Regions from separate parts of the Mus musculus genome. Here regions 2, 3, 4, 5, 6 and 7 are each linked to region 1. The links are chromatin contacts, called in public HiChIP or PLAC-seq and promoter capture Hi-C maps. All regions are on one chromosome and are shown on one strand. Each heading gives the region's core, a stretch centred on a gene start, on an enhancer-like site or on the middle of the called end of the contact. The rest is flanking DNA. Distances are from core to core; before and after follow the strand shown. Region 1 holds the start of Rwdd2b (RWD domain containing 2B). Region 2 holds the start of Sod1 (superoxide dismutase 1, soluble). Region 3 holds the start of 4930529L06Rik (RIKEN cDNA 4930529L06 gene). Region 4 has its middle 16 kb from the start of Gm35714. Region 5 has its middle 4.3 kb from the start of Gm10789. Region 6 holds the start of Atp5j (ATP synthase, H+ transporting, mitochondrial F0 complex, subunit F). Region 7 overlaps App (amyloid beta (A4) precursor protein).

The links. Promoter capture Hi-C pulls out the DNA fragments that hold promoters and counts their contacts. HiChIP or PLAC-seq counts read pairs in DNA pulled down with a chosen protein or histone mark.
Region 2: a promoter capture Hi-C map of hematopoietic stem and progenitor cells shows a contact between it and region 1, with 6 times the contacts expected there. The contact joins the promoter of Sod1 here to the promoter of Rwdd2b in region 1. A contact is called at or near these places in 8 of 39 promoter capture datasets (the C10 cell line, hematopoietic stem and progenitor cells, hippocampal neurons and 4 more), 1 of 484 Hi-C or Micro-C datasets (CD4 T cells) and 3 of 115 datasets of contacts at active chromatin or transcription factors (astrocytes, embryonic stem cells and epiblast stem cells).
Region 3: a promoter capture Hi-C map of liver shows a contact between it and region 1, with 7 times the contacts expected there. The contact joins the promoter of 4930529L06Rik here to the promoter of Rwdd2b in region 1. A contact is called at or near these places in 3 of 39 promoter capture datasets (the 3T3-L1 cell line and liver).
Region 4: a contact with region 1 is called in a promoter capture Hi-C map of liver, with 5 times the contacts expected there. The contact joins the enhancer-like site here to the promoter of Rwdd2b in region 1. A contact is called at or near these places in 6 of 39 promoter capture datasets (cranial neural crest, hippocampal neurons, liver and 2 more) and 2 of 115 datasets of contacts at active chromatin or transcription factors (astrocytes and large pre-B cells).
Region 5: a promoter capture Hi-C map of pre-B cells shows a contact between it and region 1. The contact joins the enhancer-like site here to the promoter of Rwdd2b in region 1. A contact is called at or near these places in 9 of 39 promoter capture datasets (cranial neural crest, frontonasal cranial neural crest, hippocampal neurons and 6 more), 2 of 484 Hi-C or Micro-C datasets (embryonic stem cells and pre-B cells), 2 of 115 datasets of contacts at active chromatin or transcription factors (astrocytes and large pre-B cells) and 1 of 9 other capture datasets (embryonic stem cells).
Region 6: a promoter capture Hi-C map of embryonic stem cells shows a contact between it and region 1, with 9 times the contacts expected there. The contact joins the promoter of Atp5j here to the promoter of Rwdd2b in region 1. A contact is called at or near these places in 21 of 39 promoter capture datasets (the 3T3-L1 cell line, 3T3-L1-derived adipocytes, the C10 cell line and 13 more), 10 of 484 Hi-C or Micro-C datasets (B cells, CD4 T cells, LSK cells and 6 more), 15 of 115 datasets of contacts at active chromatin or transcription factors (astrocytes, embryonic brain, embryonic stem cells and 8 more) and 4 of 9 other capture datasets (adipose tissue, embryonic stem cells, liver and 1 more).
Region 7: a contact with region 1 is called in an H3K27ac HiChIP or PLAC-seq map of extraembryonic endoderm stem cells, with 8 times the contacts expected there. The contact joins the enhancer-like site here to the promoter of Rwdd2b in region 1. A contact is called at or near these places in 5 of 39 promoter capture datasets (the 3T3-L1 cell line, cranial neural crest, hippocampal neurons and 1 more) and 2 of 115 datasets of contacts at active chromatin or transcription factors (astrocytes and extraembryonic endoderm stem cells).

Annotation. Positions count from the first base shown.
Region 1 is chr16:87,438,459-87,442,489 of GRCm38.p6, reverse strand. It overlaps Rwdd2b (RWD domain containing 2B), which reads left to right and starts at 1,898. Exons shown (of 5, transcript NM_016924.2): 1 at 1,898-2,053.
Region 2 is chr16:90,218,598-90,222,628 of GRCm38.p6, reverse strand. It overlaps Sod1 (superoxide dismutase 1, soluble), which reads right to left and starts at 1,867. Exons shown (of 5, transcript NM_011434.2): 1 at 1,700-1,867. The coding sequence starts at 1,771.
Region 3 is chr16:84,677,402-84,681,432 of GRCm38.p6, reverse strand. 4930529L06Rik (RIKEN cDNA 4930529L06 gene) reads right to left here and starts at 1,644. Exons shown (of 3, transcript NR_040537.1): 1 at 1,562-1,644.
Region 4 is chr16:90,185,441-90,189,471 of GRCm38.p6, reverse strand. No RefSeq gene overlaps it. Among named protein-coding and RNA genes, the nearest start is that of Gm35714, 16 kb to the left of the region's middle. Within about 2 kb of position 1,776, at least 11 of the 459 cell types and tissues checked have an H3K27ac peak or open chromatin away from gene starts, as enhancers often do. A contact at or near this core is called in liver, where this site is marked.
Region 5 is chr16:90,135,931-90,139,961 of GRCm38.p6, reverse strand. It overlaps a transcript of Tiam1 not described here. Among named protein-coding and RNA genes, the nearest start is that of Gm10789, 4.3 kb to the left of the region's middle. Within about 2 kb of position 1,656, at least 48 of the 459 cell types and tissues checked have an H3K27ac peak or open chromatin away from gene starts, as enhancers often do. A contact at or near this core is called in neutrophils, pre-B cells and stem cell-derived epiblast-like cells, where this site is marked.
Region 6 is chr16:84,832,757-84,836,787 of GRCm38.p6, reverse strand. Atp5j (ATP synthase, H+ transporting, mitochondrial F0 complex, subunit F) reads left to right here and starts at 1,766. Exons shown (of 4, transcript NM_001302214.1): 1 at 1,766-1,979. It overlaps Gabpa (GA repeat binding protein, alpha), which reads right to left and starts at 1,664. Exons shown (of 10, transcript NM_008065.2): 1 at 1,245-1,664.
Region 7 is chr16:85,033,243-85,037,273 of GRCm38.p6, reverse strand. All of the region lies in intron 8 of App (amyloid beta (A4) precursor protein), which reads left to right. Among named protein-coding and RNA genes, the nearest start is that of Gm10791, 63 kb to the right of the region's middle. Within about 2 kb of position 2,298, at least 5 of the 459 cell types and tissues checked have an H3K27ac peak or open chromatin away from gene starts, as enhancers often do. A contact at or near this core is called in extraembryonic endoderm stem cells, where this site is marked.

The DNA of each region.
Region 1 (4,031 bases), core at 649-3,148:
TTGGGGAGTGTGCCAAGGCACGCTCCTCTCTTCACATCTGCTTTAAAGCTTTCATTTAAAAAGCTGGAGGGAAAAGTCCTTATGTAATTGAATTGGCAAAAACACAAAACATCCACGATGGGGCTAGAGAGCTGCTATAAAATATTGTCTTTATGGGTTTTTTTTTTCTTCCAGTTCTGAAAGGTTGTGTGTACTACTATCAATGAATAAGTGTTTATAAATCATTTCTAAAATGATTTAAAGAAATGAAAAAAGAGTGTATTGTATATGGTTGGATAAGGAAAAGAGAGTGGATTGTATATGGTTGGATAAGGCAGTACTTTCATGCTGGAGCCCCTTTCTCTGTCCTTTTATTAACAGGGATAAACTGACAGCTCTTCCCAGCGTGGTTACCAGCCAAGACCACTTAAAGCCAGGGTGGTTAACATTAGTTACCTGCTCACGATTTTAGTGTCTTACTGCTCTCTGGTTTAGAGACAAGAAGTGCCACAAGAGGGAAGGTTCTAGAAACCCAGGATTTGGAATTATCTCCACCACTGTCTAATCCATATCTGCCCACATTCTCAGTTAACAATGGCTCCAGTGGACCTATGTTGGCTCCACTCAACACAGCCTGCAAGGCTCCTGAAGAAGGGACAACAGCAAGCTTCACATTAATTTGATGATTAACAAACCTGCTGAAAGAAATATCAGATGCATCTCCTAGCAAATAACATAAAACTTGTGTTTAGAACCAACAAGGAATTCAAATAGTTTTCTCTCCCACCTCGTTAAGGCTTGACGCTGCCCTCCAGTTTAAACCTGTTTACACAAATGGCAAAGCCCTCTTTCCCAGTAATTTGATCACCTAGAGTAGTGTAACCCTTCTCTCCTCAAAACAGTGACCCTTTTCCCTAACGCTTTCCTTCTCTTTTTTTTCCCGGTGTAATCCTAGCTATCCTGGAATTCACTCTGTAGACCAGGCTGGATGGCCTCAAACTCAGAGTTGTGCCTGAGTCTGCCTCTGCCTCCCTCACGTTGGGATTAAAAAGTGTGCACCACCGCCCCCTCCTTCATGTTCTATGTACCAATTATTTTCAGACTAGCTAAACTGAATTAAGACTTCCAGGTATGGCACCAACTAGTGGGGAAAGGCAGTCACCACCTGAGCTAAAATAAAAGCCAAATGCATTGGTAGGCGGTGGAGACAGAGGCAGAGGCCAGCCTGACCGACAGGGAGAGTTCCAGGATAGCCAAGGCTACACGTGGAAACACTGCCTCATAAAAAAAATCCAACCAGCCAACCACCAACAAAACCAAATGCATTTCCTATCTGTGTCCACGTTTTCCTGAGAGCGCCCACTTGATCAACTAAAGTTTGCCTTGTCCCCGGGGGCGTCAGTTGGAGTGGTGGCCTGTTTGAGACCCCGAGCTTTTCTCTAGCACTTACTTAGGAAAGTGTTGTTAGGTAGGAATAAGAGATTAAGACCATACTTAATCTCTCAGAGTTTTACTTCTAGCCTAGTTAAAATGCAACTACCAAACACTTTCCTAAGCCTGGAATTTCTCTCTCTCTCTCTCTCTCTCTCTCTCTCTCTCTGTAGGGACGGGTCACGTATAGAAAAGAGAATGACAAGACTGTCAGCTATTAAATACTTCTTTTCTAGACGCATTAGGCATTAAAGTCCTGCCACCTGCAGAAGAGGATCTGTTCTTTGTCTGCTGGCTGGCATTCCTTGCCAGTCCTGTATCACCGCCACAGCCCCGGTCCCCAGGAAGACAATGAGTCCGGGATGGTGAAATATTAAGAATAAAAACCAGGACCAGAAAGCAACCGGCGGGGGTCAAAGCACCCCTTCGCTGCTCCAGACGTGAACGCTAAGCAAGAAGAGAGGAGCTTCCTGCTTCCGGGACTTGCGTCCTCACGCGCAGGCGCCGGCCCGCAAAGCGCTCGCTGGCTTCCCGCAAGAAGGGTTCAAAGATCGCGCCGTTCCCTTTCTCTCTCTGGGGTGAGACCTGAGCTGCGAGCGCGTCCGGCCCCGGGGTGTCGCCAGTGCGGGAGCCCCAGCTCTGGGTGAGTGTGGCACTGGATGCCCTTGCTAAGCGGAATGAAGGCCATGTTTCCATGGGGGCTCGAATGGGCGGTCGCTGGAGCAGCACTTCCGCCCATTGGTCAGAACCGTCTTCGGTGTTTCCTGGCTCCGCCCACATTCTGCGCCTGCGTGCGGGGTATCTGCGTTAACTCTTGGGTACCTGAGTTTAGGTTTAGCTCCTTAAATAATCCTATGGGGGCTGTGGCTTCTCTCAGCTCTCCGGAGACAAAGGCATGTGTGTGTGTGTGTGTGTGTGTGTATCTCTGTGCGTGTGTATGTATATGTGTACACACGGAAACATGAATGACCCGCCCCTACCTCAATGAGATTTTCTCTAAAGCTAAGCAAATTTTACTGAAGCCATGTAACTTTAGCAAAGAACTTTCAGTGTACTATGTAGACCAGGCTGACCTCGGACTCACTGAGATAATCCCTACCTCTGCCTCCCAAGTACTGGAATTAAGGACCTGTGCTACTACAGCTGGCAATCCACCCATCTTTTTAAGCATTGATGCCACACGTTTTTGTTTTTGTTCTTCCTAGACAGGATTTCTCCGTGTATCCCTTCCTGGTTGTCCTGGTATACACTCTGTAGACCAGGCTGCCCTTGAACTCAGAGATCCATCTGAGTGCTGGGACTAAAGACATGTGCCACCACTGCCTGACTGGCCACACATTCTTACCCAGTTTTCACATCAGCCATATTCTTCCCAGTTTAGAAATGGGGACTGAATCTTTTGTGTAGAGTCTGAAGGTGTATAAACTAGGACGCAGAAGCCATCTCTCAGTTTTGTTGAATTGACTATCAACTGCTTGCTACATTCCTTTTCTGACTTTTCTCATGTACGTGTGATCAGGTACCAGGCCCTGGCTGTGATCCAAAACTCTGTAAAAAGGTGACAACCGATAATTATAACAATGTTTTGTTGTTTCCTTTACAGTTTTAAGGTAGCCATTCATGAACATTAGTAACAATGTTTCTTTTAGCAGCCAGCAGTGGGAGGCAGCACTTTAATCCCAGCACTTGGGAGGCAGAGGCAGGTGGATTTCTGAGTTCGAGGCCAGCCTGGTCTACAGAATGAGTTCCAGGACAGCCAGGGCTACACAGAGAAACCCTGTCTCCAAAACAAACAAACAAACAAACAAACACCCACAGTGTTTATTTTAACGGCTTTATAATATTTGTTTGTTTACATATATTTCTTAAACTAGTTTCTTCCTTAAGTTCTTTCTTCCCTTCCTATTTTTTTTTTTAAACTTTAGTGTGTAACCCTAGCAGGTATGGAAGACTCAATATAGACCAGACTGGCCTTGCACACACATCTTCCTGCCTCTGTGTCCTGAGTCAATGCCTCAATTAAATCGAGTGCTGGGACTAAAGGCTTGTGCCGCCATGCCTGGCCAGCAGCTGTAGTGTTCTGATGTGAACCATCAAGACTGCCTTGGATGCAGGACGTAGGTAGAGAAGGGCGGAAGCTGTCGATAGAGGATGACCTCTCCATACTTTCACTTTCTTCTGCAGATTCAGCTTTCTAAGCTCGGGCCTTTCAACCGTGAAAGGGGCTGCCTGAGCTGTGGAAGGAGTGGCCTTCCCCCACCCCCTGTACATTATTTCACCGTTTATTGTTGTGTTTTGTCTCACTCTATAGCCCAGGCTGGCTTTGAACCTACAGTTTTCTAGCTTTCTGAATGAGCCAACACATCTACCTGGCTCTTCCATTTAAAGACCACTAAATGGGGGATAGAGAGGTGGCTCAGCTGTTAAGAGCATAAACTGCTCTTCCAGAGGCCCTGAGTCCAATTCCCAGCAACCACATGGGATCTGATGCCCTCTTATGGTGTGTTTGAGGACAGCCACAGTCTGCTCATATACATAAAATAAATAATTCTTAAAAAAAAAAAAAAACACTAGTCACAATTCCAGAGGACCAAGGTTCAATTCCCAGCAACCACATGGTA
Region 2 (4,031 bases), core at 618-3,117, 2.8 Mb before region 1:
AAGTAGACCCACTTCCTACAGGGTGGCTCTGGAGACGCTCAGCTCTAGGCCTCTCTCTCCCTGTCACACTTCTCCTAACACTTGCTGCCAGATGCCATGTGTGCAGGCACCTGGACTGAACAGCATTTAGAAAGCACCAGGTGGAACAAACAGGGGCTACTGAATGCCAGGCCTGGGGAAGAGATGGCTACTGCACTGTCAGACTTGACTCTTACAGAACACTGGCTGCCGAGAACCCTGTTCTCCACATTCAGTGATTTTATCAGTTCCCCTATTTTTATTTAGTGGTCAGAAAATGCCTTTGTCCTACTGCCTGTGGAGATCCATTTGGGTCTAACCAGAGCTACCTTAAAAAAAAAATCTCATTAGCTATCCAAATCTAGAAAATTTGCCACTTAACAAAAAAGAAAAGAACACCCAAAATTCAAATTAGTACTGCTCCAGAAAGTGTAGCAATAGGGAGAAAATGTAAGAGCAACCGACCAACAAGCAAGGACAATCATTTTTTAGGTTTTTTTTTTTTTAAATGTCCAACTTTTGCAACAGAATAAGGGAATATGAACTTTGGGTAGAAAAATCTGATTCTGAAAAGTTGGCAACAGGTTAAATCAACCAGCTTTGATTACAACTGCCAATCTGGAATGCTTAACTATCGTTTCATTGGGTACAAAGGGCACCAGCGATGTGTAGTTTGCAGCGTCACAAAAATAGTGCGAGCTGCTCTGGCATGGCATGGTGGAAGATGACAGAAACCCACACACAGGGGTAAGACCCAGCCGAACTTCGTCTTTCTCACAGTGAATTACGTGGGGAGGAGAAAAAGACAAAAACAAAAAACTTCCACAGGAAAACAACAAAACGCATTTCAATGCCAAGAAACTGCTGGAAACGAGGCTAGTTACGAAAAACTCTAAATTGCCGTTATCAGTTCTCGTCGTAAACCAAACACTTGGGATTCACTATGGTGTCTGCCTTCTCACACGTATGTCCACCACTTCAGAGAGCACATAACGCTCATTTATCAAATATTCTCTCGGGATTAAGGTGAATACAACAACGGTAACCTCCCTAAGGCTCTGGACACAACCTTACCACACACATCTTCCCTGTGACGCATGTGTTTTTGCAGGGTCACAGTATTTTCGAAAATATCTCTATGTACTTTTCCAAAATGTGCTCAGAAACTCGCTGTGGTAGAAAAAACCCACAGCCGGGTCTCTCTCTGGAGTGCAAAGCAAGGGACGGCTGTCCAAGGCCATCTCTTTCTTTCCGCCTTGCGACACGACCCTGACCTAGTACAGAACAGCCCAGGACTTTGCTTTAAAGTGCCGCAAACGCGTCCTGCGGCCTTAGTCCGGTCTGGCACCACCGGGTTCAAATATTCTTACAACAATCGCAGCCGGTGGCCACGGGGCTCTGAGCCTGTGGGACACGGACACCGGAAAAGCAGCAGCCCCAGAAGGATAACGGATGCCAAGCCGGCTCTCCCGGGCAGGCCCAGCCGCTCCGGGGCGCGGGGAGGCCCCCGCCCGCCCGGAAGGCCCCGCGGCGCCCCGGGCCTCGCTTCCCGGCGCCCAGCCCCTGCCCCAGGCCACGGTGACTCAGCACTTAGCGGGCTCAGGCCGTGGCGGGGGCGTGGCGTGCTCCCGCACAGGTGCGCCGCGTCACCGCGGCCTGCGCCCCGCGCCCCGGGCCTTGCCTTCTGCTCGAAGTGGATGGTTCCCTGCACCGGACCGTCGCCCTTCAGCACGCACACCGCTTTCATCGCCATGCTTCCCCGGGAGACGCGCGGCGGCCTCCTCCGGAGGGACCAGAGAGAGCAAGACGAGAAGCCGACGGACGGAAGGCGCCGCAGGAAAGGACCGCGCAAAAAAACGAGGCCCTGGCGCCACGGAGCTTTTATAGGCCTGAGTCTGACCACGCCCACCTTGGCACGGAACCAATCGCTACCCGCGGCCTCCGCCCGCCCTTCGTGGAGCTCCCTGGCCGCGGGGCACGCTGGGGGCGGGGCGGAGGGTAGCTCCGGCTCCTGGAGCGTGCGGACTGAGAAAGTTCCCGAGGAGCCTGAGCGGGGAAAGTCGCTATTGTCTTCTAACTGTGACGTCGGCCGAGTCGCCGCGGAAACCGAGAACACGAGGCCCGCGTGCGCGCCTGGAAGGTCTGAACCCACTGTGTCTGGAAATGCGGATTGTCACTGACTTTGCACAGCGCGCCTCGGTTGCAGTGTGAAAGTTGAGATGCGCCAAGATGGATGCCCAGTGTCATTTCCAGCTTTATTTTCTCATGATGTCTAAAATGTGTAAAGCCCATGTTCTATCTCTAGACACACCCCCGTTTCTTACTTATTTTTTACTTCTTTTATTTTTGTTACTAGAGCTGGAGATTAGACAGTCCCCACCCCCCACCCCGCCCCCTGCATGACAGACAAGTGCTCTGCCAGTTAAGACACACACACACACACACACACACACACACACACGCAAAACACAAGAAAATCAAGAGGAAGGAAGACCAACGTGTGGATACTTCATTCCTCCTTAAAATAACGAACAAAATACCCATGGACGGAGTTACAGAGACACAGTTTGGAGCTGAGACAAAAGGATGGACCATCCAGAGACTGCCCCACCTGGAGATCCGTGCCATAATCAGCCACCAAATGCAGACACTATTGCGTATGCCAGCAAGATTTTGCTGAAAGGACCCTGATATAGCTGTCTCGTGTAAGGCTTTGCCAGTGCCTGGCAAATACAGAAGTGGATGTTCACAGTCATCTATTGGATGGAACACAGGGCCCCTAATGGAGGAGCTAGAGAAAGTACCCAAGGAGCTGAAGGGGTCTACAACCCTATAGGTGGAACAACAATATGAACTACCCAGTACCTCCGGAGCTCGTGTTTCTAGCTGCATATGTAGCAGAAGATGGCCAACTCGACAATCACTGGGAGGAGAGGCCCTTGGTCTTGCAAATTTATATGCCTCAGTACAGTGGAATGCCAGGGCCAAGAAGTGGGAGTGGGTGGGGAGGGGAGCAGGGGGGCGTGGTATAGGGGACTCCCCAGATAGCATTTGAAATGTAAATGAAGAAAATAATAAAAATTTGAAAAAAAAAAAGACACACATACCTTTTTAAAAATATCACACTGTGTACCTTTGGCTCTCATGGAACTCATTGTGTAGAACAGACAGGCTGACCTTGAACTCACAGAGATCTCCCTGGCCTCTGCCTCTCAGTTGCTGGGGTTAGAGGGGTTCTTTTTTAATTTTTGAGATAGGGACTAAACTTGAATTTAAGATCCTCCTGCCTCAGCATCCCTAGTAACTAGGATTGCTTGTCTGCCCCACCATTCCCAGCTGGTGTTACTTGCTGAGTAAAAATCTGTATTCTCTTCCCTGTGTGAAGTGGTTCTCGGACACGCCGTGCATTCCACTGGCTCTAAGCCACACACTGGAGAACAGGATGCCTGATAAAGTCCTATGTGATACCTCCATGCAATGGGTGAGAAATAGTGTTTCAAGGAAAATATTTGTTAAAATGGTATGGAATGAGCAAAGGTTACAAACTACAAAGAGGGGGCTCAGCATGTATTTACATGAGTTCTCAGAAATGTCTAGAAAGATATATGGGGGGTCCCTAGAGACAAGAAAGGGTATCAATAAGAGGAAGGGAATTCTTTTTTTTTTTAGGATTTATTTTTTATTTATATGAGTACACTACAGCTGTCTTCAGACACACACTAGAAGAGTGCATTATTTCCCATTACAGATGGTTGCTGGGACTTGAACTCAGGACCTCTGGCAGAGCAGTCAGTGCTCTTAACCACTGAGCCATCCTTATAGCCAGAGAAAGGGATTTTTTTTTTTTTTTCGAGACAGGGTTTCTCTGTGTAGCCCTGACTGTCCTGGAACTCACTCTGTAGACCAGGCTGGCCTCAAACTTAGAAATCTGCCTGTCTCTACCTCCCAAGTGCTGGGATTAAAGGTATGTACCACCACTGCCCGGCTGAGAAGGGAAATTCTTAACTAAAAAG
Region 3 (4,031 bases), core at 395-2,894, 2.8 Mb after region 1:
GCATTGATTCACATCACACAGAAATCAAGCACAGCCTCCTAGACCATAGGATTAAACACATCTTATTTTTGGATCCCTTTCACAGCCTGTTAACATTGAAAACACAGGTTTAGATCATGGTCCTCTCTAAATAATCCTTCAAAATGTATTTAGTATGAAACAAGAGTTGTTAGATACAAATTTAAATTAGAGAGCCGAGTTATTTTAGCTGAGACAGTCAGATATTGTAAGCAATCGCTTTGTACAGACTTTCTTCCTGAAATAATAGACAGAAAAGTGTTTCTGTCATAATGGGCATTATTTCTTCACTTAAAATATTTACTTTACAAAAGGTCATTTGAACTTACTCATAAGTGGAATTTTACAATGTACCATCTCACTAGCAAGCATGAGTCAACATGGATTGTTACAGACTTTGGAGAGTGAGTTGACTCTGTGCAAACCGAAATACACGTGGTCATGAATACACCCTGCTCCCCACTTTAAAAAAAACCCAGAAAACAAAACAAAAGCCGTGTCTAGACACAGTTACTTATTGAGTTTCTGTTTGATGTTTTAATTCCTGGAATGTAGTCCGGACATCGACCATATCTGTTGGACTACCATGAGCCTCCCACACTTCCAGGAACTTTCCTTAAGTTTTCATTTAAGTCTCAGAAAAAAGAAAAGGACAGACGACAAGAAAGACCATTACTCTCATGTTCTAGAGAAAGAGAAATGAGGTATCCGAGGGAGGGAAATGACACCTCTGTGTCACATATTGGAAGAGGCAGCACTGACTTTTTCTGAGGCATGGTTCTGTTTCTGCACTGGTTGCCTACACATGTCTAGGATAACTCCAGCTCTGCCCCCAGCATGGCCAACTTTCAGTTTTGACAAGAGAGGGGATTCCTGGAATGTAGAGCTAACTTAAAACAGTCCTGGGCAAAGTCACACTGGCTGGTCACTTTGAGTGTCTGTGTGTGGTAGTTTCAGAAGCCTCTGTTCCAGATATATCATCTGTACTGGTTAGGCCATTGTTCTTTCCAGGGAGGTGATATGCAGCTCTTCCTCTGGGGACTTGAGCTAGCTACCTAAAAGTCTATTCCAATCTTCAGCACAACTTCAGAACTCTGAGATCAAAATGTTCAAAGCGTGCTTCACCTTCCAAGACTGGTATCAAGCTCAAAGACTTGATATAAGATTTAGGCACACTCTTTGGGTCTAATGCTGGCAGTACCCCAGTCTTTGCCAGGTAAAAAGCTTCCATTATTATAGCCTGTCACTTTTCCATTCAGCCTAACTTTTTTCCTTAATGAGGCCTTTCACATTCTTTTTACCACTCCCCTCCCAAACTTTTTAAAAGGAGAATCATATGTTTCTTGATAGTAGAATATCTGCCTTTAGGAAATTATGAAAGGTAAGACCATGAAGTATAAATGTCTAGCTGGTTTTACTCTGAGCAAAAATATTTAATTTCTTGTTACATGTTTTCTTTAAAATATGGGCAATAATATTCCTTACCTTACAAGGTTATTGAAAGTATTGAATTATTTTATGTAACACACACACACAAGGATACCTGTCTCAATGAAAGTGCTAGGAGCCAGACGTGGTGCAAACCTCTAATCCCAGCACTTTAGGGGCTAAGGAAGGAAGATGACTATTTCAAGGGCAAATTGTGATGGTACAATAACTAAAGATTCTACAGTGGCACACATAGAATGTGGTGGTAACCAATGACTTTCCAATGGGTCTTAAGACCTACTCTACCAGAGGGAAACCATTCCTGGTGCTTCGCTACTCAGGGCTAATGAAGTCATAGATCTTGGAGTAGAGCCTACTACAACTGGCACTTTGCTAAATCAGTATAGTCCCCAACTATTTTCTAAATATTTGTCCTTATACACAAAGATAAGTGCAGCTCTCACCCATTGGCAAGAAAACTTATCTTTGCAACAGATAGAGACCACTACAGAAAACCATAACCAATCAAAATACAAAGTTATGGAGCCTAGTCCTAACTGATACAGCTGCAGTGTAACTCCTCCACCTGAGGCTCAGGGCTCATGGAAGAAGATGGGGTAACGAGGCTGTTAAGAGCCAGGGAAACAGGAATCCAGATATGAGGTGTATCTCTAGGGATGTTAGAAGCTACAGCCATGAACTCTCACCAACATGATTGCCTAAACATGAGTTACATGGAGGCAGTGACAGTAGACATGCTAATATGGATGGTGGAAAGCTCATTTAGGCACAGCCCTATGCAAAGAAATCCAAGCCACTAAGGGATGCTGAGAAGAGGAGAAATAGTTTCCCCAGGGATGAGCACACATTAGCTATCCAATATCAAATGATGAGCCCTGAAAACATACGTATGAGTTAACATTATACAGACCGAGCAGGTTATATTTAAGTATTTAGGAATATGTAGGTATATACATATATGCTTGTAACAACAATTAATGAAAAAAGAAGCCAGGAATTTGTAAGAGAGCAAGGATGGGGTAAATAGGGGGGATTTGAAGGGAAGAAAGAGAAAGGGAGAATGATCTAATTGTATGATAATCTCAAACACTAGAAGAAAATGAAATATAAACAAAAGTAAAACAGGAGGCACTAGCTCTGCCATCCCTGATTGTACACACTGCATTGTTCTCCCACAGGGTACCCAGGGGTGCAGCGGATGATGTGGCTGTGGCTCAAGGATTCTGGCTGAAGATGACGTTGATGTCAAGCTCACGAGTCTTGCTTTCCAGTGGTGCTGGAGGTTTCAGACACTTTCCCTAAGAGGCATGTTGTGTTTGTTCATGTTCTGATCTTGATGCACATGTTTGGCAAGTTCCCATCACTGTGGCAAAGATGCCTGAGGTAAGCAAGTAAAAAGAGAAAAGGAGTATTTTGGCACATGGTTGTAAGGAGCTCAGTCCCTGGTGCTTGGTCCTGATGCTGCAATGTCTCACGCTTGGAAGCTCCTGGCAGACAAAGCCTTTGCCTCATGAAAGCCAGGAAATGAAAAGATGGGGAGGAAAGAGCTGAGTCCTCATTTTTCCATCAAGGACTCCGTCCACTCCCATGACGACCTAATTAACTTATATCCTTTGGGCCCTACATCCTTAGAGGTCCCACTTTACGCCAGTAGTGCCAGAGGTTGCATGACTTTAGGTTACAGCCCATCATCTTGGGAAAGTCATGGTGAAACAAATGCATGCCTCCTTTTGCCTTGCTTTAAAATAAAATACACTCTAGGACTCTATCCCAGGAAAAATGGCGCCAACAACTTTTATGCTGGGTTCACACACATCAATTAACATAATGAAGATCTCCCCTCACCCTCCCCAGACTTGCATAGACACATCCACAGGTCAATCTGTTCTAGACAATTTCTTTCGGAGCCTTTGTTCCTAGGTGATGGCAGATTGTGCCAAGTCGACGGCGGAAACTAACCATCACATCCTCACAATGTCCTAACCAGTCTTCCGGCAGGTCAGAGACTTGCTGCCAGGGCTCAGGCAATGATCTGGAACCCGAAGCTGGGATGCTTTTCTAGCTGCAGAAACCGAGGGAAAGCACTTTGGGTCCATTTCCCGCTTCTAGAGATTATTAATGAGATAAAGTATTGAAGCTCGCTTTGTTCTAAGAGAGACTGCCTCCTTATTATTTAAGGTATACTCAGGCCTTTTATGTGCTTTTAATCGAGGGAACCTGGGTCTCTGAAGTAGCTTGAGGTTGAAAAGTAATGAGCCATGTTGGTAGCCCGAAAAGATTTACTTATCACATGAAAATTCTTCCATTACAATGTGCATGTTGAGTGAGAGAAACTGCCTTTGTAATTTTGCTGCCTAGTACTAACGCACGGTTTAGAATATGGGCCTTTTAAACAGCACCTGATTTTTAAGTCTCATAGCAACAGTAGGCTGCCATACCCATTACTCTGTATCCATGACTCAGAGTATCTGATGATATGGTGAGTCAGCTGACCCTTGGTTAATTAAAAAGGCAGCAGCTGATTTCAGGAGGAATGTCATGGTAGGATGTGCAGAAGGCATCTT
Region 4 (4,031 bases), core at 527-3,026, 2.7 Mb before region 1:
CAGTGATCCTCCCAGTAATGGACAGTGATCCTCCCAGTGATGGACAGTGGTCCTCCCAGTGATGGACAATGATCCTCCCAGTGATGGGCAGTGATCCCCCAGTGATGGACAGTGATCCTCCCAGTAATGGATAGTGATCCTCCCAGTGATGGACAGTGGTCCTCCCAGTGATGGACAGTGATCCTCCCAGTGATGGGCAGTGATCCCCCAGTGATGGACAGTGATCCTCCCAGTAATGGACAGTGATCCTCCCAGTGATGGACAGTGGTCCTCCCACTGATGGACAATGATCCTCCCAGTGATGGGCAGTGATCCCCCAGTGATGGACAGTGATCCTCCCAGTAATGGATAGTGATCCTCCCAGTGATGGACAGTGGTCCTCCCAGTGATGGACAATGATCCTCCCAGTGATGGGCAGTGATTCCCCCAGTGATGGACAGTGATCCTCCCAGTAATGGATAGTGATCCTCCCAGTGATGGACAGTGGTCCTCCCAGTGATGGGCAGTGATCCCCCAGTGATGGACAGTGATCCTCCCAGTGATGGACAGTGATCTTCCCAGTGATGGGCAGTGATCCCCCAGTGATGGACAGTGATCCTCCCAGTAATGGACAGTGATCCTCTCAGTGATGGACAGTGGCCCTCCCAATAATGGATAGTGGCCCTCCCAGTGATGGACAGTAGTCCTCCCAGTGATGGACAGTAGTCCTCCCAGTGATGGACAGTAGTCGTCTCCACATCCAAGCTTTAACTTTCTGGTTTTCAATTACTCCAGTCATCTGAAGCTTGAAAATATTAATTGGAAATTCCTAAAAGATAACCTCATATCTTATTTTTCTTATAACATAATTTTTGTTGCAGTGTATTGTGACAATTATTTTATTTTTGGATCTTGTTAATCTCTTACTGTGCCTAGTTTACATGTAAAACTATCACGTATGTTTATATATAGAAAAAAAAGTCTCTTAGGATGTATACCTTATTAATGGGAGCTAGCTGAGTTTGTTGTTGTTGTTTTGTTTTGTTTTCAAGACAGGGTTTCTCTGTATAGCCTTGGCTGTCCTGGAACTCCCTCTGTAGACCAGGCTGGCCTCGAACTCAGAAATCCACCTGCCTCTGCTTCCCAAGTGCTGGGATTAAAGGCATGCGCCACCACTGCCCGGCCAGGAGCTAGCTGTTTTGATTTGTATTTCACATGCTTTACAGAAGACCAAGTTCCTGAGAATAGATGTCTTTGGAAGCCTTGCTAACAAGTTCAAGTAGGTTATCATCCGCGTTTGCTAACCTGGAAACAACTGTGTGAGAGGGGCTGGAGCGTTCAATTCCCAGCAACCGCAAGGTGGCTCACAACCATCTGTAATGGGCATCCGATGCTGTCTTCTGGTGTCTGAAAACAGTGACAGTGTACCCGCATACATTAAATAAATAGACAAAAAAATAAATAAATAAATAAATCTTTAAAAAAAAAAAACCACGTGAGAAGCAAATGACCCTGACATATTAGATACTGTTCCCTTGCTAGGATAAAGCACCATGACCCACCAGAAGCAGTTTATAGAGGAAGGAGCTTATTTTGGATTGTGGTTCGGGTGTGTGTGTGTGAGTGTGAGTCCATCACGGCATCGAGGTGCAGCAGCCAATAGTAGGCATGGAAGCGCGAGCAGAAGCTCAGAGTTCTTATCCCTGGTGGCAAACAGAATTAAAGGGAGCAGATCGGAAGTGGGTGGGTCTGTGTATTCTCCAGGCTAAGCAAGGCCACACTTGACCTACCAAACAGCGCCATCAACTGAGCCTGTTGGGAAATTCCCACCCATGTCACCACGATCCATAAGAGCAGTAGAGCAGGAGCGAGGCCACTCGTTTTATGAGGCTGCAAGGCCCCGAGGCGGGTGGACACAGACTGAGTGGAGCGAACAGTCTGTGAACTCTGACCCCGTGACCCTTCCTCCATTTCCTCTTACCATAATCAGGAGGACACAGCCTGCCTACACGCCATCTAAGTCCCAGTCTTCCTTCCCTTTCTCTCTCTCTCTTATTTGTAATAATCAATCAATGTCTTATTACATCTCTATGTCTTACATCCTTTTTATTTTAATGCTTAGAGGCATGGCCTTGCTGGGCAAGCTCGGCTGTTAGTAATTTTCTTCTCAAAACCTATAGTTTGGGAGCAAAGCTTAGCAAAGTGTGTGGGGTGGCAAGCTAAGCTAGCAGACATTAGGAGGGTAACACTTTCTGTTCATTTAGGCACCATTGAAAAGGACCCTTCAGATTTTATGTCATATACTTAGCAAGTATAATGTTCACACACTAGTGTCCTTAAAGGGATGACGTGTGGGTTCAGGAGAGAGAAACTGAGTGACGATCTCTCTCTCTCTCTCTCTCTCTCTCTCTCTCTCTCTCTCTCTCTCTCTCTCTGACACACACAGACATTCATGCATACAATGAACAGGGGTGACTCCCATCCTCAGAGTGTGATCAAGATGAGAGGATATGAGGATCAGCAAAGGACTGTGGGAAATGACAGGAATCCGGCAGCTCCTCAGGAGTGCCTCTGAGTACCTTGGGGCACAGTGTCCCCCTTGCCAGATGGATGGTGGATCCCCAGGAGCTGAGAACAGCTTCATGGGCAGGGGACAGAGTCAACTGAGCAAGCACCTCCCTTCTGTTTGAAAGGTTGTCCCTGGTGTCTGCAGACCTGGTGATCAGCTCTGTTTTAAATCAGAGAACAGGGAGGCTATGAACAGTGAAGTAATTTGGCAAAGCCACCCAGTTGGTGAATGCACTGGCATTAGAACTTCAGGAATACACTTGTATATACTCACCTTCTTCAACCACTGCCTTATGAAAGCAGGTTTTATTGGGTTTTCCCAGGATTATAGACCAAATATGATAATACAGATTTGACATAAGAAATCACATCTTCTTATTGACAGGTACCCAGAATGCTCAGATAAACTGCCAAGCATAAAAGTGCTGAGAAAAGATGAGCTATCCAAAATACCAGAAAAGCTAGCTCCTGATCATCAAAGGTCCCAGAACGATGGCTTAAGTGGCCAGCAGGTGGCAGCAAGGTTTCACTGTTGTCTTGAGCCCAGACTCGCTGATCGGTCCTTCAGAATCCACTAAGACACAATGGAGACAGTCACTCCTCCCCTCCACTCCAGCCTTCCTAGGGTTGGATCTTAAAGATGAGTAGCCTGGATCTCTGCCTCTAAATGTGTGCTTTCCGCGAACCTTGAATCTCTAACAACAAAACATTGCTGGGTGTGATGGCGCACACCTTTGATCCCAGGACTCAAGGAGGCAGAGGCAGGTCTATCTCTGAGTTCAAGGCCAGCCTGGTCTACATAGTTTCATTTCAGGACAGCCAGACTCTGTATAAAGACTCTGTATAATGTATATTGCTGTGAGGGCTCCTTTAGAGAGGGAGCACTTGCTGAGATTGCCGTCTTTACATTACAATAGGAAAAAAACAGAGGCAAAGGCAGGGCCTGTCTGTGACAGAGGCGAGCCAGATTTATATAGCAAGTTCCAGACCAGCCAGAGCTACATAGTGAGACCCTGGTAAACAAAACAAAACATCAAGAACAACAACAACCCAACAGGTAGATCTTCTTGCTAACAGTGAGGCTGTGAGCCTCTGGATTTTCTTGAACTGTTTATTCAGTCATCGACCAGATTTCTGGAACGGTCAACTTTTCTCACCAGGAGCTTATTGGTGACAAAATTTTCACAGGAAATGTAGTCTATCCTGGATGAGTAATAAAATGTGACAAAATGCAACTGAGTCATTTTGAAGTGTAAAATGACACACACTTGACATTTAATATATGCCTATTATATGCGTGCATTATTTTTGTGATTGTTAGATGTGTGTGTGTGTGTGTGTGTGTGTGTGTGTGTGTGTGTGTGTGTGTGGTGAGATCTGGCAAGGCCGTAGGCACCACTCTTAACCCATTTGCCCGCTCCTATACAGCCTCCATGCTTTAAGAAGGGAGTGCTTTACTCCCACCTCGCTGTGTGGTAAGAACG
Region 5 (4,031 bases), core at 407-2,906, 2.7 Mb before region 1:
TGGGAGTCAAGCTTTGGCCTGTGTCGCGTGTCGGGGAATGACCTCGACAGGGTACGAGGAGACGGTTACACTCGTAGATCAGTTGTCTGCATCTGAAGGAGGTTAAACAGAGGGATGATTCACGGAGAGGCTGTGGGAGGCTCTGGCAGCTGAACAGAGCCTTGGTTTCAGAATAGGCCAAGGTCTTTTGGGGCTGGGTCCTGCTGCAACCTTTCTGTAAAGAGGACTTAGATTGAGATGGGAGGTGGGGGTGGGGGGATATCCCAACAGTTTTGAAACCTAGGATAACTGAGGTATGGTATTGGGAAATGGTATTGGGAAAGGTGCCCGATGTTTCCTGCTGGGAACGTTTTAAGTTGGGAAGTAGAAATAAAAGAAGGGTGGGGGGTGGGCTCGAATAAAACAAAATAAGATACCCCCTCCCCCAAACAACCTTCATGTATCGGTTCCAGTTTCTGCCGCCTCGAGAATGGATTTACCAATGATCCAGAGGCTCACGCTGTCCCTCTAGCTACAGTTTTACTTCAGCTACTCTTTGCTTATGATAGACCAAACACATTAAGTATAAAGATCTAGAAACAAATCGCAGTGTTACTACAGTCATTAGAGATGGAGTATCTCTGTCTTGTCCAGGGTGTCCTTGAACTCAGTTCTCTCCATTCTCCTGCCTTAGACTCCTGAACGCTGGGATTTCCGGTATGTGCTGTCATACCTGGGAAATTATTGTGTTTTTTTTTTTTTTTAAGGGGATGAGTCTTACCTTTTAAATAGCTTTTATTAAAGTATGTGGTTGTGACTATTCTATTTATTTGTTTTTGAAGTCATGGGATTCCAACCCAAGGCTTTGCATAAGCTAAGTTTTACCACTAAGCCACACCCTTGGACCAATTGTCTTAGTTACTGTGATTTCTTCCTGGCCCCTTCTTTCTCTCTGAGTTAGGACTCTTACTTTGAAACCCTGGATGTGTCGGAACTCACAATGTTCCTGTGTAAATGTGTACAAGACATTAATAATTAGGCACAGTTCCCCCTTCTATACACTTCTCAACCTCTGTCACCACCACTGTCAGCAGTCAGCCAGGTGCTCACCTTTAGTCCTAGCCCTTGGGAGGCAGACACAGATAGATCTCTGTGAGCCTGGTCTACACAGTGCGTTTCAAGACAGCCAGGGCTACAAAGAGAAACCCTGTCTTGAAAATCAACTATTCCTGGCTCTGTAGTGAATTTCTTTTCTTTTTTTTCTCCCGCCCCATGTAGTGAATTTCTTATTGTGTCTTGTTTACAGATGAAATGTGGCATGGGTCTGTATTGTTGGAACCGACAGTGTGTGTGTGTGTGTGTGTGTGTGTGTGTGTGGTTGTATCCATGGATCTACAGGTCAGTCTGGTTTGGAACAATCCTTGGGCCTGAGGTCTTGGAGCTAGTTTAAGGAGACTTGCTGTGTACAGTTTGTGAGGGAGGGGCTACAAGGCTGCAGCAGCGGGCCTGAGCCCCCGCCTGACGCCTGGCATGGCGTGGAGCGGAGGGTCTCCTAGGCTAACGACTTTCAGTTGCATTTCCTTAGGAGCCCCAAACGCACTTCTGCCGCAGTGGGGGAAGACAGGATATCCTGTAGAAACAGGCTGCCTTTGTGAAATCTGCCACCCCTGGGGACCACTTCCATCTCCCCTGCCACTCTCCCATCTTCCTTAGAGCTCTGAACCTCGTCAACACAGATCAAGTCTGCCTCCTGCTCCAGATTTCCTGCGTCAGCTCTGCGGAGGTGAGAATAGGCCCAGCAACCTGGCAGGTCGGCCCAGGGAGGTGGAAGGTCGTCAGGATGAGGCCCAGTCTAGGAGTGTTCCCGGTGGAGGTCTGGGGGCTGTGGAGATGGAGTCGGTGAGGAGGAGGGCAGGAGGTGGAGATGTGCTCATCTGAACTGGTGTCTGAGCGGCCATGAGGGAAGGGTGGGTGCTTTGCAGGCTGTTCCTGTCCCCCTACTTACTGGAAGGCTCCAGGGTCTGTGGGGAGGGATCTCAGGCTCAGGCCTGGCCTTGGCAGGTCATTTTTCAAACCTCACAACCTCTTCTCTGTGATATGCCGTATTATTGCCGTATTACCAGCCCTGTGGGTTGTCTTTGCTTGTTTGTTTTGAGTCATTCTTGCTCTGTAGCCTAGGCTGACCTTCTTCTCCTTGAGATTTTCCTGACTCAGCCTCCCAAGTGCTGGAGTTCCCTGATGTGTGCCACCACACTGGCTCAGCTCTGGGCTTTTGTCATCCACCGGCAGCACGGGGGTTGGATGGATTGTGTCCCTGGCTGCCCCCCACCCCAGGCGATGGTTTCCAGTGGGAGTTGTCTCTGGGGACTCCGGGGTTGGCTCCTGTTCCTTTTCAGGCACACAGATCGTGCGCTGTATTGCACAGGCTGCTTTTGAACTTACGACACTCACCTCAGCCTCTCTGGTGCTCGGATCACAGATCCGTGCCGCCGTGGACAGCTTAGCCTAGTTTTTCTTGCGTTTGTATCTGTGTGTCACGTATGCCTACGTGTGCCTTTGTGTTTGCACGTGTATGGGTGGGCTCATGGGTGTTCAGCTCTGCATGAGTTCTCGTGGGGAGACCGGAGATTGGCATTGAGTGTCTGCCTGACCACTTCCCGCTTTATTTATAACCAAGGCTTTGGTTAGTCAGCTAGCCTGCCCGCCTGCCCACCCGCCCGCCCGCCTGCCTGCCCGCCCGCCCGCCTGCCTGCCCACCTGCCCACCTGCCCGACTGCCCGCCCTCCGGCCCTGGGGAAGCCTTTGCTTTGTCTCTTCTATCCTTTGAGCACTGGGATCATAGGCCAGCTGTCACAGGTGGGCTTTTATGTGAGTGCCAGGAACCTGCAAATACTTTATTCACTGAGCCGTCTCCTGAGCCCCAGCATATCATCCCTTAAGCATCCTTCCTCTGGAAGCATGTGTCTGTAGTCCATCTCTCTCTCTCTCTCTCTCTCTCTCTTTTTTTTTGGTTTTTCAAGACAGGGTTTCTCTGTATAGCCCTGGCTGTCCTGGCACTCACTTTGTTGACCAGGCTGGCCTTGAACTCAGAAATCCACCTGCCTCTGCCTCCCGAGTGCTGGGATTAAAGGCATGTGTCACCACCGCCCGGCACTCTCTCTCTTCTTTTTTTAATGGATGGATAACATGCCATTGGTTGGCTACAGTGAGTTTTGTGTATTTTGACGGCCACTGGGGTCACTTTCACCTTTCTGCCATTGTGAGTGGTTGTGGCCATGACAGTAGTGTACCATTTGTTTGGCTTTTTAAAGTTTTCTGATCATCCTAAGAGTGGTGTCGCCAGGCCATATGACAGTTCTGTTTTCCTCTTTGGAGGACGCTTAGGCGAATTTCCAGAAGGGTTGCACTCTCTTGCCTTCCTATCCACAGGGCCTGAGATTTCAGGTTTCTCTCTGTCCTCAATGTCTTCTTCTATGTCCCGTAGCTGCTCCTTGGCTTTGATTTGCATTTCTCTGGGGATAATGCAGAGTGTCCTCTTGGTGCTCTGTGGCTAATTGAGTTTTGTTTTGTTTTTTTTTTTTTTTCCTCCAAAAACATCCACTCAGCTCATTGCTGATTCCTCCACTGGATCTTCCTCATTTAATTGCTGTAAGGATTCCTTATCGTTTATTTGTTCATTTGCTTGCTCTGAGTCCAGGACCCCCTGCGTGCCAGCCGGGAGAGCACCTTCCTTGCACCTGGGCCTGTCTCTGCATGCGTGCATGGTGCCATAGGTCTGACATGATTTCCATATATTTTCTCCATTCTGTGACAGTGATTTAATTTTCTTGATGGTCTTTGCATATTGTCCTTTTTCAAAACTGACAATAAAAAAATGTCTTCTTGGTCACAACTCTGTCAAAGCTGTTCTTCCACAGTGGAGTGAATTACTGGGTTTGTTTATTTATTTTCCCTGTGATTCTGGTTATATGACTAAGTTAAAGGTTGTGTTGAGGCACATAGAGAGCATTTTATTTTAAAATACTGACTGACTTACTGGCTGGAGAAGTGGC
Region 6 (4,031 bases), core at 517-3,016, 2.6 Mb after region 1:
TTACGCGTCTGTACTTGTAGCAAAGATAAAATGGACGTAAATCCAGTTGGCATCCAGGTAGTAATACAAATACAAAAGAAAGAAAAAAGAAGTGCTAAAAAAATGGCCAGTGTTTAGTGGCATGGGGTACCTAAGAATGTGAGGGGGATCTATATAAATGTTTTCCTCTTGCCAGCAGTCAGTCCTGTCATTAGCTCAATCTACCTGTTTTAAAAAAATTGAGGTGGGGAGGCCAAGAAAGGGGTCAACATTTGAAATGTAAATAAATAAAATAACCAATTAAAAAATGCACTTATTTTGCTAGGCAAGGTAGTGCACACCTTTAATGCCGGCGCTCAGAAAATAGAGGCAGATAGGCCTCTAAACTCTAGGCCGGTCTAATCTACATAGCAAGTTCAAGGTCAGCCAGGCTAGAAAGTGACACCCAACACAAACTTACACGTACCCAGACACCACTTATAAGGTGCGCATGCGCACTTGTGGAGGTCAGAGAGCAGACAGTTCTCTCCTCCTTCCATCTGGATTCCAGAGGCTGAACAGTCTGGCTCGGCAGCAAGTGCCTTTACCTGTCGAACCATCTCACTGGCCTACCTAAGGATTTAGTTTCAAATGACTGTTTGTCATCGTGAAACGATGCGCTGGCACCATTCTCTATGCTGTGGACCCTAAGGGTGGAATCCCCTAAACTCCATCGTTGTGTTCACTGCACTACACCAACCCCCAAAAAAGGTCGGGGGGAGGAGTGGGGGAAGTTGGCAAGGTACAGTAACTTTCACTGACATCTTCGGGAAAGACGCAGAAAGTCATCCTATGCATTAGAACGATTGCACCGATGCGACTCTAGGACAGTTCCAGAAGGGCAATCGGTACTGCTAGTGCGGGGATGGCTGACTCGGGTGACAGACAGGTCTGGCATCTTCCCGAGAGACCCGGGAGCGCCCGGGGCTGTGCGCTCGGCCAGCGCGCCGAGCCTGGACCGCGCCCGTGCGACGGGCGACTCCGCCGCGTCCCGCAACGCGGCCCGGGCCACGCCGCTCCCCGCGCCCCTCCCCTCGGCTTCCCGCACAGCCTCTCCCGCCCCTCCCCACCAGGCTCCCTCAAGTCTCCACGAACGGAAATGGGAGTCGCAGCGCCGGGGACCCAGCGGAAACAAAACACAGAGGCGGCCGCGGGGGGGGACAAGCCCCGGAACCAGGCCGCCCGCGCGGGCCCGCGCTCCCCGCCAGCCCGCGTCCGCAACTCACCAGCTCCGGAATTCGTCCCGTGGCCCTAGCCCGCGCTTCCACAGCCGGCTGGGAACGGCGGCGGCGCGGGCTCCAGGTACAGCGCCTCTCCGGGCGAGCCGCGCCGCTCCCGCGAGTAGCAGGGTAAGGTCCCGGGGCCCTTCCCGTGGAATCGGCGCTAAGGAACCCCAGCCCCTCTCCCGCCTCCCAGGCACCCCCGGGCCTGGAACTACAACTCCCAGCAGGCTGCGCGGCCCGAAACGCCCGCGACGACGGGGCTCACGAGGCACAAACGCCCCCCAGCCGCTTTGGTTTTTTGTTTTGTTTTGGTTTTGGTTTTTACGCGCTCCTTTGTACCCCCACCCTACATCCACCTCCCCAACCCCAAGGATCGGGACGCTGACTCCGAAGGGAGCTTGAACTAGGGGACAGGCCAGAATACGCATGCGTACAGTGCAGTGTCTCCAAGAGGGAAAAGGGGGTGAAGTTAAAGTGTAGGAAAGATGGCGGAGTCTTAGCTGAGGGACCCGGAAGCACTTACCCTCCACTTCCTCCTCCTGTTTGGCTTCTGTCTCACCTAGAGGCGTCCGGTCGCAGACTCCCTTCGAGGCGCTTCCTGTCCGGTGAGCGTCGAACGACTGAAGCCGCGGCCCATAGTGCCTTGCGATGGCGGGTAGGCGTGTGTAGGCGGAGCCAGGGCCGGAAGTAGAACGGTGGCGGCGGCGGTGACTCTGGCAGCTCGGGACTCAGTGCAAGGTGACTGGGAGGGTAACTGGGCTAGCTCGGCCTCCTGGGACTGAGCTTCTGGGTTTCTTCACGAGGAGAGAGGGCTGCCCGTCACCTTTGCCCTGGGAGTAGAGCGCAGCCCCGTGTCCTTGGCACCGTCCTGGCCTGGCCTGGGGTCACAGGTGACCTCGGCCCTGCTGGGTATTCAGATTTGCCTTACGCTCACTAAATAAGACCGTGAATGCTCTCCTGGGAGCAGAGCGGGCCGACTCGAAAAGCAGAAAAGACGGGGTGGTGAGCCTGCAGCCCGCCTGGGGCAGCCCAAGGTCACGGCGCGCCACAGGCTTGTGAATAATGCAGGCGGCGATCGAGCCTCCTAAGACAGGAAAGGGCGATGGTGATATCCTAAAAGTTTTATATCCAATCTAGAAGTCATGCTTTGTCGATTGACTTTATGATTAGATACTCACGAGCAGCAAAGGGACTAGCCTTCGGCTAGGCTGGTCAGTCAACCGCTATAAATAGGAGAGCCGTGCGCCTTCCCAAAGCTACACCTCTGGGTTTGAACTTTGATTACCCCACCCCCACCCCCACCATGCTTTCCCCAATATTGTTACTATCAGACCTCTAACAAGCAGCAAGCTAGTGCAGGATATTAATTCAGTACGGAATTTGTCCCAAATGGTGTTCTACACTTAGGATGCCATTTGTCTTCCGTGTGATCATGAACAGATCGCATTCTCTATTTAATCTGAAAAAGTGAAAGGCAGTGAAGGAGAAACAACAAGTAGTTTTGGTAAGAGAGAATGTGGTCACTGTTAGAACGATTGAGTAGGACTTAGGAGGTGAGTATACATGTATGTTTGGGGTTCAGAGAGTACGCTAAATTAGACGTGGGGATTGGAAATCATTGTTTGGGATGGTGCGTTATTGAAAGTGAAAATGTATTTTCCCTGTCTTGTAGAAGAAATGACCGTCTTGGCAGTTAGATTGGGAGCAGGTTGACTGTGGAATGTTAGGTAAACAACCTTCTTTAGACATATTTTTTTTAATCACCTATAAGCAAGACTGAAAGAAGCACCTTCCCCTAACACTTAGAGAGTATTTCCTAAGTGGACAATATGGAAGTATTTTACAGTATTTTTAGGGCTAAAGAATTCTTGATACCTTACTAATTATGTCTTAAGTGTGTTCCTAGATTTCCAGGATGAATCAAGTGTGGTGTTCTTATTATAAAGTCTTGTCTACTTGCCTGTAGCTCTTTCGCCTGTATAATTCTCTGGTAGAGTATGAATGGCATTGATTTCCTCAAATGTTTTATTTTTATCGGGATCGGTGAATGAAAACTCGTGCTTATTTGATTTTTTTTTCAGCAGTACTAAATGTTATACCAGGTTTGTTGAAGTTGGTACTATTGACACTTTAGATAACTCTTCAAAATGAGAATAGGGAAGATTGCTATCTTTCATGTTGTAGGGAGTATAGCAGTGTGCCCGAACTTTACCCACTATAGGCCACCTTCATTCAACTTATTCAGGACAGCCAAAATTATCTTCAGACAGGAATTGTGCCCTTGTAGCGAAAATTATACACTCTCTCCCTTCACATATGTTTAATAACCATTATGCCAATCAGCTGCCATATAGTTAACGATTCTTGAACTATTAGTGGTACCACTCAAAACCCTCTGTGCATTTCTGTCAGTCCATCCATCCATCTGTCCATCCATCCATCTATCCATCTATGTATCTATGTGTGCATATGTATGTGGACACTTCTGCCTGTGTTTCTCCAATGGCCAGGATCAGCCTCCGCTGTTTATCTTCAGGTTGTGCACATTGCTTTTTGAGACATAATCGGTCCGTATCCAGGATCTTGCCAAAAAGACCAGGTTGCCAAGTGAGCTCCAGAAGGTTGGCCTTTGCCTGCCTCCCCAGTGCCAGCCTCATAAGCTTGATGCCAGTCCTGGCTTTAAAATCAAAACGGAACAAAACAACACTACCCCTCCACCACCATTTTTGTAATTGGTGATGTTACTAAATTCAAGAGAAATAACTGTCAAATTAACGTAAAGATTTTTAA
Region 7 (4,031 bases), core at 1,049-3,548, 2.4 Mb after region 1:
CAGGATAGAAGAAGGCATCAGATCCCAGTAAAGGTGGCTGTGAGTCACTGCATGCTTGCTGGGAATCCAACCCAGAACCTCAGTGAGTGAGCGCTCCAGGGATCTACCAGGCGCTCCCACTTTTCCACCATGGTGCAGTATACCACAGTACCAAGATGTACCTCTGTTCCAGTCTAGTATTCTCTTCACCCCTGACCTGACTGAGAGTGGAACTACGTTCATATATAGATTTGTGGGTCACAGATGGGAGATCCTGTTAAAGTATAAGGATGCCTGAAGCCGCAGATGTTTATGACCCTGTTAGACCAACTTCCTAGATCCCAGATGCTGTTGTTCTTTGACTACAAGATCAGATGTCTCAGTGTTTTTTTCTAATGTATTGTAAGCTACGGTGGATACAGAAGGTAGACCAGCAAGCTCTGTTAATCATGGTTTACCCGCATACCCCTCCCCACTTCCCCGTTTGTTTCATCCTGGTTTCCATTAACCTGGCTATCTGTAGAGATGCTGGAGACCCTTGCTTCTTGTTTACCTCTATCTTGGCATTGTGTTTCTGGTCTTAGGTCCATGATTACAGCATATCAGGGGGAGATATGGCCCCATACATGGTTAAAACAGGGGAAGAGATGGCTTTGTCCACACATTGTGTGATCCAGTAGTCCCGAAGTAGTTTTTTGTATCAGAAGGTTATGATTTGCAAACAGTAGCTGACTCATGCCAACATGAATAGGGTCTACCAGTGTTACCCTCAGCCATTGTCCTTGGCTAGTTTTGGGCTATTGTTTTAAATTATTCTTCATTTGTTCTTCTAGCTGTGAAATAATAGCCATCAATTTGTTAGCACATCATGGAATACTAATAATGGAACTATGCTATTCTCTTAGACTGCCAAACTATAGTAAAAACAATTATTTGGCTAGGCATGGTTGGCGCACTTCTTTAACCCCAGAACTCAAGAGGAAGAAGCTAATGGATTTCTGCAAGGCTGAGGCCAAGCTGGGCTCCAGAGTTACTTCCAGGCTAGTCAGAGCTATATAATGGGACCTATTTCAAAATAATAATAATAATTATTATTATTGTTGTTTAAATAATTCTTGCACAGATATGTACTCCTTCCATCAGCTACTTGATAAAGGCATGGAAGTGCATCCATTTTATTAAAGGGATTGGGCGTGCTTTTCTGTCAGGCCGTAGAGTCACTATCCTATCTACACACTGCTGCAACCACAGATAGTAAATTAGTAGGTAGTCATGACTGTGTGGTTGCCATGGCAGCCAGCGTCCTAGGAGAGGCCTCTGTTGGTGATGTACCTGCTATGCAAGCATGAGGACCTGAATTTGAAAATTTGAACCCCCAGCATTCGAATGCGGGGACTGCAACACAGGAGGAGTCTGGAACCCTGGTGCTAGGGTAGAATGGTGAAGCCAGACTAGCCAATGGGCTTGCTCCAAGTTAGTGAAAGACCTGCCTTTAAAACAAACAAAAACAAAAACAAACAAGCAGGTAAATAAAAGAGGGAGTGGCCGAGGAAGGCACCTTACAGTGGCTTCTAGCCTTTGCATACATCTACATAAAATGGAAAGCAGCTAGCAGCAACATGTCTACTTTAATACACAGAGAGGTTACTTTTATTAGCCCAGAGTGTGAGAATGCTACCACTATGCCTCTTGAGAGACTCGGCAGGATAATGTAAGCAGGCCACATTCAGTAATTTACTTACAGGATCAGAGATGTGGTCGGAAGGATTAAATCTCAGCATATGAGTGAATTGGGAAAGGTTGCTCTGGAAGGCTGTGGTAAATTTACATTCGCTGTATCTTTAAGGCTTTAAGAAGTTAAGGATCCATCAGCGCTCACTATCAGAGTTTTTGTGATACGACTGGTAGTGAAGACTGGCGTTCTGAACTCATCTGTTAAATATTGAGTAGTTATGACTGTTCATGTCTTTGTGAGCCACTGCTAATGAAGTCAAGGAAGCTTCCAGCAAACTAAGAAGAAACAACACCCTACGGCTAAGCGAGTCTGACTTCCAGTTACTATTACTCTCATTTTATGTCTTTCTGCCTGGTGGTTGTTCGTATTCAGGCTAAAGATAGCATTTAAGTGCAGGGAATATAGCTATGAATAAAAATTATGCTAACATTCATTCTTCTACATTCATCGCACATATCTGATAAAAAAAAATGTCCCATGTCAGTACAAGTTCATAGACATAAAAAAGAAATGTAGCTTGACTGGTGAAGAGTAAACAGAGCGTAGATTACATTTTTATTGCCTTCTGTCCACGTAGGACATTCATAGTGTTCTCCAGCAACTGTGTTCGAACTGGCCGTAAAAGAAGAGAGGCTCAAGAACACACCTCTTTAAAATCCAGTGTGCTGTTGAAAGATCACTCGCTTCTATTTTCCTGTTCATCCAACTCAGACTTGGTAGGGGTGGCCGCTATTTAGGTTTTGAGTGGAATGTACTAAGAGTTTTAGCTAGTTTGAAATTAGAGAGATGAAGGAAACTTTATATTAAAAAAATGTTTTAAGTGGAGATGGCAGTTTGAAAGCCTTGTCACGTGGAGATTAAAATTTCCTATAAAGTCCTTCTTTATAGGTTTACAGTTCACTCATACATAAATTACTCACGCTGTCATAGCCCATAACTCGTAGCCATTTCAAGGGACCGCATTACTAGCTCTCAATCAAATAGAATTTTCAATGATAAGGCAGTGAGTTACATAAGTCTTCACTGTTATCTTTGCTTGCCATTGTTGTATAGATAAGCTGCATTCTGCCAGGGGTGGGGGATATATCAAATAGATGCTATCCGTGGGGAATTTTGTCTAGGAATCACTCCCTTGTGTTGTAGTTTAGATGGTCAAGGGCATTACACCTGACCCCCACCACACACACACACACACACACACACACACACACACACACACACACACTAACACACATACCCAGCATACACAAAACAAAATAAGTAAATCTAAAACTAATATTAAAAGAAATGGTGTCACCTTGCAAATTGAGGAGTCAAATGGATATGAAAACTGTAGGGATTTTTTTTTAATATCTTAATTGTCGGTGTGAGGATCGACTGGAGCCCAGTCAGTCCTCAGTCTCCTTATCTATGCATTCAAGCAACCATGAGTCAAAAATGAATGCCTCTGTACTGAGCATATACAAGCTTTTTTTTCTCGTTTCTCAAACAATACAGGAAGAAAAACCACTCCCTTTAATGTTTGCATTATCTTCAGTAATATAAACAGTCTGAAAAAGGACAGTGTAGACATTAGATACTCCAAACTATATACAAATATACAAAAGGGAGGTGGGCAAACTGGAGTTTGCTCTCTATAGCGAACCCTGGAACCAACCGCCTCTGCACACACCCAGGCACAGTTAGCCTGCAGGGAGCTGAAATCACAGTGAGGGAAATTGGTGTATGAAGAGTCGGGCTCGATCATGCCTGTCTGTGAACCCTCTGAGCTGCATAGTGACTTCAGCCACTCCCAGGAACCTCAGTGGGTTTCACTTTTTTTTCTTTTTTTTTTTAATGATGTTTTTTTATTAGATATTTTCTTCATTTACATTTCAAATGCTATCCCGGAAGTCCCCTATACCCTCCCCCTGCCCTGCTCCCCTACCCACCCACTCCTACTTCCTGGCCCTGGCATTCCCCTGTACTGGGGCATATGATCTTCACAAGATCAAAGGCCTCTCTTCCCAGTGATGGCCAACTAGGCCATCTTCTGCTACATATGCAGTTAGAGACATGAGCTCTGGGGATTACTGATTAGTTCATATTGTTGTTCCTCCTATAGGGTTTCATACCCCTTCAGCTCCTAGGGTACTTTCTCTAGCTCCTCCATTGGGGGTCCTGTGTTCCCATCCAATAGCTGACTGTGAGCATCCAGTAAGTTCCTCACGTAGTAAGGCCTTTCCCAGGGGACAGCAACTACAGAAAATGGTGTCGTGTTCTCAGGATAGTGTTTTTTGTGAGAGACCATGCATCATGAAGACTCAGAAATCCGAAG